Regions from separate parts of the Mus musculus genome. Here region 1 is linked to region 2. A link is a contact called in public promoter capture Hi-C data. All regions are on one chromosome and are shown on one strand. Each heading gives the region's core, a stretch centred on a gene start, on an enhancer-like site or on the middle of the called end of the contact. The rest is flanking DNA. Distances are from core to core; before and after follow the strand shown.

Region 1 (5,956 bases), core at 963-3,462, 510 kb after region 2:
TATAAGCTACTGGCCAATTTAACTCTTTGTTCCCCTCCCCAGAATTATAAAACTACTATGAGATAACTAACTCCTTGTTCTGTTTTTTTTTTTTTTTATTTGAGCCCATGTATTGCTGTGTAACAGGAAGTGAAACAGCTCCTCTCTTCTGAGGGGAGTACAAGGAGTTTGTCAGCTACACATCCCACACAAATGAGACATTTATGAAGTCCACTTTTAAATACACTCCCCCAGCCTCCTCTGGGTGACAAGCCTTTGATTTGGCTTCAAGACTTTGAGCTACTAGCACTAATGAATTCACTTCATTATAATTTGAGTTGAGTCTTCGCCATTTCCTGGTTGATTGGAACTCTGGAAAACGTAAAAATGTTTCTTTCCTGATGATGAAATTTCAAGATGCTGATGTCATATGAGAAATGGTCCTTTTTCAAATACTTCTGGCAAATAAATTGTTCTAGGCTTTATATACTGAGTAGTATTATCTGGAGCAGCTTAATGTGTACTGCCTAGACATTTTCAAAGTTAAAAATTGACAACTCTAATATGTGCATTTTAATATCTCCTTATATATAGTGGTAAACAGGTATTTCCCTAGTTCAAAACACAGGTTTCCACAACTAAGAGCTGGAGAGAGCAAAGGGGAAGAGGATGGGCTGGTGACAACCTTCAAAGCCAACCTGGACACCAGCAGGCCTGACCTGTGTCTTCTGTTGTCTACATTAGCTTGCGTGATGCCTGGATTCTTTGCTCCAAGTCCCCTTTTTTTTTTCTTATTTCTCTAGGTCTTTCTATGAGCAGATATCTTTCAGTCTTTTATATCATTAAACTCAATCAGGTGCTTATTTCTTGAACAGTAGAAAAGTCCTGGGGCAGTAATGTTTACCTGTAATCTCTGCAGCTGTGGAGGCTGACACTGGACAATTCCATGAGTTTAGGATGAGATCTATAGGGACATCATGTTCCAAAGGAATAGAAATCTGACACTTCCTGAAAGTGTGCTTCTCCAGTGTTTTTTCTCTCTCATACTCCCTCTGTCTCTCCCTGTGTCTGTCTGCCTGCCTCTGTCTGTCTCCCTTTCTTCCTCTCTCCCTTTCTCCCTTTCTTCCTCTCTCTCTCATTCAAGTACTACAACTTCTAAGAAAAGTGTGTTCAGTGAAGCAGTCAGGTAGAACAGATATTATTATAATCATTTGGCATAGTAAAATACAAAAATCATCTAAGGCTAGTGGCAAATTTCCAAGAACAAGTTAATACATTTTTATGATCAGTTGTTGTTTAACATCTAGTACCTGATTTTCTGTAAATCTTCAAAGCATATATTTGAAGTATTTTTATTCTTTTTATTTAAGGCTTTCTTAAACAATATACGAAAGCCTATTTCCAATGATACATGTGCAGCCATGTAAAATTTTATTGTTGGGAAAGTTTTTAGTTATCAATTCTATCTTATGCATGATTTATAAAGTGAAATGTTGGTTTTTCCAGAGATAAGGCCATGGTTAGTGACCCCATCTCAAGGGATGGTTTCTTACCCATTATTCTTACTTAAGATCTTAGCCTAAGCTATCAGGAACATCTTGTAAATAAAAAAATGAATAAAAAAGATAAAACAGATAAATTGCCATGAGAACTAGGGCTCAATATTTTATTTCAGCCAAGAGTTCCACAACTGGTTCTAGGAGGCCTCCTTCTTTTGAAGTTTTCACCTCAGTCTGTGGAACTTGTCACACAGATTCTACTGAGGTTGGAGTGGCATACATGAATAGGTAGCTGCAGGAAGGTCAGGACTTCTAATCACAGGGACAGAAACATAGGGAATGAATCCATAGAATCATGGGTAAATCCATTATTACTCAGATAAATCTTAAACTTTTGTTTTCAAACTCTGCCCTGGCTCTACTTTTGAGGGAGAGCAGTTTCTCTCTTGGAGCAGGAGATTCATGTGCAACTCAAAATTAAAGATTAGGAAAGAAGAGAGTAAATTTGGAGAAATAACCGGATCTCTTCAGCCCATGAGAGCTATTTCCCCAGGCCACCCTTCCCTCTGACTCCTAGGCCCAGAACACTCAGCAGAAAGCCAGCAGTTCTCCACCTCCCCTTCCTTCTTAGTTTCAAATTAAACTCACCAAAGCAGAGACAGTGCTTTCTTCTAAATTCCTCCCAACTCTGCAGTCTAATATTGTTCTCACACCTTCAAACACCAACCAAATGACCCAGAATCATGGAGAGGAGCAAAGTCTATACCCTGAGAACTTAGTCACTAAGCTTCTAAGAATTTAGTCACGGGCTCTGGTGAACCACAAGAGAAATGAAAGTTAAGACTTTGAGGGGTGGAACTGAGAAAAAGGAACCACAGAACTATCAACCAACAGGGTGGTACCCCATTATTAACTGGGGTTTTACTACCAGAGGGAGTCAGTTGCCTTAGGTCAGCTCTGCCTTCCAGTAACTTGGGACATTTTCAGAGCTACAGGAACTTGTTATGTCACTTGTTCAGACTCATGATACAATCATCCAAAAAGTTCCTGACCCTCTGGAAATCTGCCTGTGATGGAAAGAAAGCTTTCCCCATGGGCTTCTCCTGCACCTGAGCTCCTGTGCTGGCTTTGCCTAGGTGGCAAGTGTGGCCCAAAGGGAAGGAAAAAACAAGACTAGGGACAGAAAGCTGCAGTGTTCCTCTGAGGTTGGAGCTGGACTCTTGTAGGATGAGAACAGGAAGGAAGTTGCAGTTCAGGGAAGCTGCCACACAAGCAAGATTCCTCATCCATCAGGGACAGGATGGGGAGGAGTCATGTGCAGAGCCAGGCAGAAATACCTCACTACCCTCACAGCAGAGAGAGTAGTGAGTTGCAGAGGGCTCTCCAGCTGCCCCATGATGTCCCCAGATTATGTATTCTGTGGCTGAAAAGACCTAGTCCTTTCACAGTGTTGATCTGACCCATGCATTCATTTCCCCCTTCCAGGGCTCCCTCACCAGAATGTCTTAGTTGTTTCCATTTGATTTAGGATTTGTATTAAAGAGCAACAATACTGATGTAACATTCCCTGACTAGAAGGTAGAAATCTGTAGGGTTGTGAATGGGCTTCTCTGGGCCTAGTGTTCACCTAGAACCTAAGTGATGGAGCCCAGTGATGGAACCTAAGCGCTGTACTAAATCAGGTGTGGAGACACACACACGTGTCATCTGTCGTCCTTACTCTTCTACTATTGGGATAAACACCATGACTAGGGCAAGTTATAAAGAAAGTGTTTGACTTGGGGCTCAAGTTAAATGGATTAGAGTTCATGACCACCACAGTGGAGAGCCTGATAACAGGCAGGGAGACACAGTGCTGGAGCAGGAAGTGAGAAGTCACAACTTGAGACACTATCTTGGCACAAACCTGAGGCAGAAAGAGAATGGTGGTGGTGGTCAGAATCTATTGAATCCTGAAAGCTTGCACCCATGCCATACCTTCTCCAAGAATGCCACACTCCTAATCTTTCCTGAACAGTGTCCTGATAACTGAGAACCAAGTATTCAAAAATCTTAGCCTCTGGGGCCATTGTTATTCAAACCAGCACAGGATGCCCCTGCCTTGCAGCTGGCTGCATGAGGATCAGGAGCTCAAAGCCATCCTCAGCCATGGTGACGTCAGGACGGCGTGGGAAACACATGAAACTTTCCCAAGAGAAAAGGAAAGGAGAAAGAAAGGGAGGAGTAAACAATGAAAGAAAGAATGAATGAAAAGAAAAATAAAAAAGAAATAATTAAATAAAGAAAGTCAGTTGTGTGAGGGAACAATGAAGAAACCTGTGCAGTCACCATCACTTGTCTCAACCCCACTCCTGTTTCCCTCTCTCATTATTTCCCTACATTCTCAGATCTACTGAAATATGGGATAATGAGTGACAGCAGATATGAACCTGTAGTTTGAATTCATTTCACATATATGATGATCTTTCTTCTTCCTTCTCTTCTTCCTTTGAGACAGGCTCTCAAAGTGTACCCCAGCCAGACTCTAACTGAACTCTAGCTCCCTCAGCCTCACAGTGCTGGGATCATGGGCTTTTGCTGTTGTTCTTTAATTTGGTTTTTGACTTTAAGGGATTGAAATCTAGGCACTGTGGATGCTGAGCTACTCTTCCATCACTAGCTATACCCCTAGTCTAAACTACACATTTGCATGAACACATGAGACTCTACTGTTGTTCTTACTGTGACACAATTGCTGGCAAGAAATGTTATGGTGTTCCCATCCTTCTGATGTGTAACTATTTATGCCAAACACTAACAATTTGTTTTTGAGGCAGGGATTTACTCTATACTCAATCCTGGGCTAGAGCTCTCTAAGTTTTCAGGACAGTCTCTAATTCCAGGGAATACTACTTTCTCCAACTCTCAAGTACATGGATGAGAAGCAAGGGCTACCATGTCTCTGTATTTTCCACATTTTACTCACCCACCGTCTTCTCTGTTTGTTCTTAAGGCTTGTTCGGGAATTAAAACTATAAAATTCCCAGACTATTATCTAGCTCTGCATGAACATTCTCTGCAGACAGAATTCCACTCCTAACTCTGCAAAACTCAGACACTGTCCTTCAAGTCTGCCATCACCCTCTGACCTCAGTGAGAGGATGGAGTTGACCAGGCAAGCACAACACTAGCCACACTGTTAGTGAGCAGTGTTACTGTGTATGTGATTATAACTGTGTGCAATACCCATTGATATTCATTTCTAATAGAGGAAAGGGATTCCCATGGAACATGATTATTAAAGCAATATTAAACAAAAGAACCCTGGAGACTTATGAACTTAAATGCTTAATTTTATTAAATATAAACATAGATTCATATTTTGATAAAAGTAAAAACATCTATGAATACATACTCCAGATTCTCTCATTCCTCTTCTTTGAAACTAATGAGTCACTTTATTAATGATAATAACAGTGTTTACACACTTGAAAATGCACATGCAGTAAACAGGATGTATTAGATCTATGACTATGTCTGAAATTCTTTCTTGGATTCACAAAGCTCCTGCAATCAGCTCCAGGATCCCTTACCATAAAGCAGAATTGAGAAAGTGATCAGACCATTAAGTATTTTCACCAACAAAATCAAGACTTCAAAGGAAAAGTTCAGTATGCTACACTCGACAAAAGAAGACCAAGGCCATTGTCTTCAGGTCAGGAGACCAAAGTGGGTGGTGTTGGCCCATGGGTTGACCAGTGGACCAACGCATTTACTTCATTTCACTTCACTATCTTGCAGAGCCCTGGGCTGGGGTCCAGATAGTCTAACAATGGCTGTCTACCAATGGAAGGTCTAATAACCCAGTAGTTGTTCAGTCTACAAGATTGGATGCCTCAGCTGGACTTCAGTGTATGGCAGAATCTGAATAAGTAGGCTCGAATGCCAGTTAAGGAATAGACTTGCCATCTCGAGCAAGCAGGCAAAGAACAAGCTTCCTTCTTCCATGTCCTTAATAGAAGCTGCCAGCAGGTATGGCCCAGATTAAAGGTGGATCTTAATTAAGAGTGATTCTTCTCACTTCAATTTATAGAATTAAGAAAAAAAATATCCCTCACAGGTGTACCCATCTGCTTGGGTTGACAACCAAGAACAGCCACCACAGTAACTATAACTAAAGAAAAACTTGGAAAAAGAATCCTCAAAACATTTCTGTTCCATAGTGTCTTCACATATATCAAATGGGCAAGGTCCTTACATCCCAGCCTTGATACAAAAATTAATTCCATAAGTAATTTAAATAAGCAGTAATATAAAAATTAATTCAATAAGTAATTTTAAAAAGTAGCATTTGCTGTGGGTAAGACATTGGTGTGTTCTGTGGGTACAAAAAAATAATGTCAGGCCAGCTTGACCAGTCATAGAGTAAACAAACCAAAGGGAACTTCACACAACTTCTCCTGGAGACAGCACAGGAAGGTAAAAGCTAATTCCTGATT
Region 2 (6,348 bases), core at 2,671-5,170:
AGCCCACCTGAAGCTTTTGCATGTAATGCTTTGCTCTCAGAACATTCTTGGTCTCATTAACACACGTTGGCTCTTGATACAATTTCTTATCTCTGCTGAAAAAACAAAACCTTAGTAAATTTTACTCTTTCTTCAAACCAGCATGCACCCAATTTTGAGACTCACAATTTCTTTTTTATGTATTTTATAGTGAATGTCAGTGAAATTTCCATGAAAATAAGCTTATGAAGGCTGACTCAAATTATTTATACTTCTCCAAGTACAAACTTAGTTTTACATAAGATGTGTAAAACAACTTTGAAAAAGAATAAAAAAGGATTAAAATGACCCTAGGCTCAGTAAAGACTGGTAATGCAAGGCTCCAGTATCTATCTCAATAAAGTAAATACTAACACACATACACACATGTATATATGGTTTTATGTTATACGTTTATAAACAGCAATCAAAATTTGATAAAGTGTTTATGATATAGCTAAAGTTTGAGAGACACTAAATAATGAACTCATGCAAATCAGGTATAAAAGGGGAAAAATAATATGAATTGTGATCAGCAAAATGTTTAAAGTAGGATTTACTTATGGTGAAAAGAAACAATTTTGAAGTATAAAGAAGAGAAGAGAGAAATATGTGATAAACGGCAAAATGACAAGAGAAATACATTTTAAGTGCTATATCACATATAATACAATGATAATAAACAGTTATGATATGTTATCAAATAGGAAAAATATTTTGAATGGTCACAAGACAAGACAATTACCAACATGAATATGATAATTACTCTGACTTAATTGAATCATTTCACACATAGATCTAAATACCACACAGTATTCCATGAATCTGTACAATTATCATATACATGTTATGAATGAATAAAAATCAAATTGACTACACAAAACTACAATATCAGTTACATTTCATTTTTCATATATATACCAAAATATTTTTGTTTAAGCATTTAGAAAGAAACTGAATGTAAAATAATAAAGGGGAGGAAAAATAATTTGAAAAAATAAATTGGCATAAATTTTGTTAATATTCTAAAAGACAATTGTGTAAAGCAGAAGTAGTAAGATGGGTTTGGGGGTATAACCTATATAAAGATTAAGTATGTTGGCAATATCTCAAAGGTGGGAAGAAAGAGTGAGAAATATTTCCTGGTAAAGATTGCATTTATGGAATAAAATAGCATTACTTGTAATACAGACTAATTCTAGGGCAGAAATAAAAATATATTATAAAAAGAAGTACAAGTTGGAAGTCACTAAAAGAATTAAAATAAAAAATGAAAACAGTTAAAAAACCATGGAGATGGAAGTCATGGTACTTTGTAAGACATCTAGTAGAGGATGAGTCTCTAAGGCCAATGTGATGAGTGCAGAGTTCATAGAAAAAAGAGTGCCTCAGAGGGGCTTCTTGTGGAGAATGTCATAGACTATACGAGTGAATTTGGGTTCTAATTCATTATTGGTACTTAAAACTGATATACAGAACAATAATTTCATTAAGGTATAGTCACGGGATATAGTATAAAACAAAGCAAATGAAATATCAATGAACAAGTTTCATGGGGAAACAGGATTAAGCTTTACAAATGGCTATTGAATCATTTCAAAAGAAAACCATGTGGTGAGATAGAGCAGTGTGAGACAGGAGATAGTCCATTGGGTTTCAATTCTCATAGTTGAACTGATATTTATATCACCATCAAATGAATTAAAAATTGCCCCCTTTTTTTCTGTCACTAGCCCAGACTAGACACTTAACTTCTTCAGAAACTCTTCTTCTTCTCTTATAGATGCATGGTCTTAATGGTCCCATAGTTTCTGATCATAGAGAATTTAATGGTCTTTAACTCCAAATAATGATGTTTTACTTCATTACTGTTTTTCCAACTTTCTCCCAAGATAAACAGATGGACAGATGATAGAGGGATAGATATATGATTGATTGATAGAAAAATAGATAGATAGATAGATAGATAGATAGATAGATAGATAGACAGATAGATAGAAGATAGATAGTTAGATAGATAGATAGATAGATAGATAGATAGATAGATAGATAGATAGTATCTATATAATATGCAAATGCTAATTGGATAGCCGGATGTATTCATTATTTAGATTAATTTACAATTTAGAGTTTATGTAATAATTTACATCCTAATGCTATGAAAAAGTAAATAGATATAAAATCAAGGAGGCTGAACATCCCCAAACTTCCCTGAATTATGATGTAATGATTCACATCATCTTATACAGATAGGAGACGGAGAACGCTCCTCTGAATTTGCTTGGTCTTGATGCTGTAAATGATGGGGTTCATAAATGGAGGAAAGAGAAAGTAGACATAGCTCATGGTAATGTGCACCACATGGGGTGCATGCTTTCCAAACCTGTGAATGAATGTCAGGCCAATCACAGTGATGTAAAAGACCAGGACACAGCTAATGTGTGAAACACAGGTGTTGAGAGACTTTTTTCTCTCCTCTCCAGAGGCAATGCCCATAACTGTCTTCAGAATGAGGACATAGGAAAAGACAATGATGAGCGCATCGAGGAAGAAAGTCAGAGCAACCAAAACAACTGGATATATGCGGTTAAAGGTAATGTCAGCACATGCCAGTTTCATGACATCTTGGTGGAGGCAGAAGGCATGAGAAAGAACATGGGAACGGCAATATGAGAACCAAAAGAGAGGCAGGATTGGGGGCACAAGAGACAAAAAGCCCCTCAGTAACACCCCAAGTCCTATAGCTATAACCCTGGAATTGGTAAGGATAGAGTTGTAATGCAGAGGTGTGCAGATGGCGACAAATCGATCATAAGACATGGCAAGCAAGACACCTGACTCCACAATGGAAAGGGAGTGAATGATGTAGGCCTGTAAGAAGCAGGCTCCGTGTCTTATCTCTCTATGATTCACCCATAAAACAGCCATTACAGTGGGCATTGTAGTCAGTGTAACTGTGAGGTCTGTGCCCGCCAGCATGGCAAGGAAATAGTACATGGGTTCATGGAGGTTGTGGTCATCCTTGATGAGGTAGAGAAGTGTACCATTGCCCAGAAGCACAGAGATATAGATGGCAAAGAAGGGGATAGAGATCCAGTGATGAGCTGCTTCCAGTCCTGGGAAGCCAGTCAGCAGAAAGGGGGCAGCACTGATATTGGACCACATAGTGTGCACACTGTGAAACTCAAAGCACTGTTTCTTTACTGTAGTCACTGTCTCCCCTTCCCTCTGCACGCAAATGTTCCATGGCTGCCTTGATTACAGTATTCATGCTCAGCAATAAATATTTCCCATGTGCATTAAAAACACATAATTTTTACAGCATCATGTACCTCTGTCACATGTATGCAAAATGTTTCAATGGTTACAAAACAAATATGATAAGTATATCCCCAAGGATAAGAATATTTCTTAGCTAGATCAGTGTTTGTTTTGTTTGTAAAACTTTTGCTATATTTAAATTTGAATTTTGTTTTATATTTTTTTCTATTATAACAGAGAGTTATGTTAGAAAACTTTTCTTACTTTGGCTTTGCAATTAAATTATACTTTATTGAATTCTCCCCAAAGCCATTAGCTCTTTATGCAAATACAGGGATATGGCCAGATGATGCAACAAGTATTCTAAAGGCATTCAACATTTTTCTATATTCCACTCATGGAACCCTCACACAAAATTCCACATCTGCCTTGATAATGCTTGCAGAAACAAAGTCTGGCACCTAAGTGTGCTGTGTGTTTCTTTAAAGGGAAATTTCTCCTTATTCTCCTGACCACATCTCACAGATGTAAGGGAGGAGGAGTCTTCCCTTATTTCTATCCCTGGACTTCACCAACCCCATAGTCTTGTTGCTGAGTAGTTACCTGTCCTTCACCAGTCCAGATAGGTTCTTCTAAGAGACTGTTGTAGAATCAAGCTAGAAATATACATATGATGAGATCTTTCCCCCAGAGTCTCTCCTTTGTAGATGCTCATGAGACCTCAGGATCTCCCTCTCACTTCTCTGGGTCTCTTAGTTAATGCCCTTAGGCATTTTAAACATATCCACTGGGGTATATGAAGAAAACCAAAGACTCAGAACCCTACTAACATAGACGGGGTCTCCAAGAGCCTCATAAATACAAGCCTGTCCTTCTTATCACCTTTCTCAATGACCAAAATGATACTAGTTGCTCTTAGGGTCCCATTTCCCTCTGTTGATGCTGGAGCTTATGGTCCCCATTATAGTTTGTCTTCCTTTGGGAAAGTCAGTTCTGGTCCACAAGAACTGGATGGTCAACTACCACATGAACTTTAAACCTTGGATGTCTAATCTTTTTCTTAAGATCAGTTTGATGTTTTTAGTCACATAATTGTCCATTTTGTGTCAGGTTCAGTTTATTAACAGAACTTATACCTTCAGCATGTTATAGAAAAAAAACATTTACCATAATTTTACATGGAACTGCCATTATTGCATATATGTAGTATGTTAAAAGAAACATATGGAATGCAAATCTGGAATTGTGAAACATATCAAGGAGGAAAAAAGAATAATCAGAATGAGACAAAATAAGAAATATGGAAAATTCTAGCTCAATGCAGAAAAATTCACACTGATGTGGGACCAGGTAAAATTTGATGAATTCAAACAAATAAATCCAAACTGACTACACTAAGAAATTGTGCTACTTGAATGAAAAAAAATGAGATATAAAGCACAATCTAACCATGCATTAGCTTACAAATCATGCAGGGAATTTTGATATTACAGTGAAAATGAAGTAAGAGTTAGTATGGACATGGACATGCAGATAATAGTTATTTAAAGTCATTTTGAATGTAGTAAAGGGGGAGTGGATAAGAATATCAAGATATATTAAAACATGTAATAAATAATGTTAGCTGGATTGAAGGCAAGTATGGTAAGAGTAGCTAAGCATGGATTCCATGACATAATGGAAGATGGTAGAGTAACAGAAAACCACAGTGGATAGGACACCTACACATGCTGTAATTGTGTACTTTGATGAATTTTGGGGGGCTGAACTCATCTGTGACTAGCACTCTCATTCTGAAGTGGAACATGACAAAACCTCTCTGCCACTTTCTGGGCCTCTGCTCACCAGTACCAAACCCAGAACAAGTATCCACAGGGAAGAAAATTGAATGAATTTTTCCTGTCTTTCTGAGGAACATCAGTGGAATAACACATTTGTTAGTTTTAGTCTTCATCTCATTGTTCAAGATGGTGTTTTTAAGGTTCACTGATGTTTTAGTACAGATATGGCATTTCTAGTGAAGAGTGTCCTAGATACCTCAAAGTATCATCTGTTGTTCTATTAGTAGGTATTTGAGTAGATTATGATTTATAGTCATTGCTGATATGCTGATGTAAGCATTCGATGTATGCCTTTGATGAACACACAAAGTGATATTCTTTTTTGCTAAAATGGGCTGCAGGGTATGCACAAGATACACATACTGCTGAACTGTTTTCTACTGGGTGCTACTTTAATCCTCCAGTGGTGAGTGGAGTGCAGGTTTTCCATCCCTACAAGCACTTTACCTCATCGCCCTGTTCACACCTCACCCATCACTGATAGATGCATTCTCACACTGCATTGTGAATTTCAAATTATACTTTCTGGATGATAAGTGAAAACTGAGTAGCTTTTCGTAAATATACTCACCATTTGAAAATGTTTTATGTGAAAGGGTGTCTTTCCTGTACTTTGCATCGCTGTATAAAAGGATCATTGGCCTTTCTTAAATGCATTTCAAGATGTTCTTTACATATTCTATAGATAAGTCCATTGGGAGAGTATAATACTCAATTAATTATAATAATACGCAATATAGACAATCTTCTTCACTATCTAGTGATATTTTTCCCAATCAGTTTAATATTCTTATCTTTATGTAGACCCTACATCAGTTGTGTTGTGTTTTTACATGTTATATAATTTTGATTGCATTTAAAACCAAATTGAGAGAGAGAGAGAGCACTATTAAAAGCCTGTTTGTATAGTATGGTATTTATTCAATTAGCTTGTGTCATATTTCTTTCTTACTTTAAAACATGTTTCTTTATGCTTCAGATTCATGTTACAAGACCAGAGGTGCTTGTTTTGCTTGGCCATTGCATTCCGTATGTGAATAGGTCAGCTATTCTATTTCTCTATTATCAAGTCAGTTGCTCAACCTGGTAAAAGAAAATAAAAGGAGCCAAGAGAAAATACTTTGAAAAATATTTATTATATAAACATAGCATTTCTACCCAATCCTATGAAACACCCAGACTCTAATTAGAGAAGCTGGAATACAACAAGATACTTTTACTTTCAGTG

What was found. Promoter capture Hi-C pulls out the DNA fragments that hold promoters and counts their contacts.
Region 1: a contact with region 2 is called in a promoter capture Hi-C map of hippocampal neurons, with 3 times the contacts expected there. The contact joins the promoter of Trim30c here to the promoter of Olfr64 in region 2. A contact is called at or near these places in 3 of 39 promoter capture datasets (hippocampal neurons, pre-B cells and stem cell-derived epiblast-like cells).

Annotation. Positions count from the first base shown.
Region 1 is chr7:104,398,566-104,404,521 of GRCm38.p6, forward strand. It overlaps Trim30c (tripartite motif-containing 30C), which reads right to left and starts at 2,213. Exons shown (of 8, transcript NM_001378693.1): 1 at 2,127-2,213.
Region 2 is chr7:103,890,551-103,896,898 of GRCm38.p6, forward strand. Olfr64 (olfactory receptor 64) reads right to left here and starts at 3,921. Exons shown (of 1, transcript NM_013617.3): 1 at 2,260-3,921. The coding sequence starts at 3,183. The coding sequence ends at 2,260.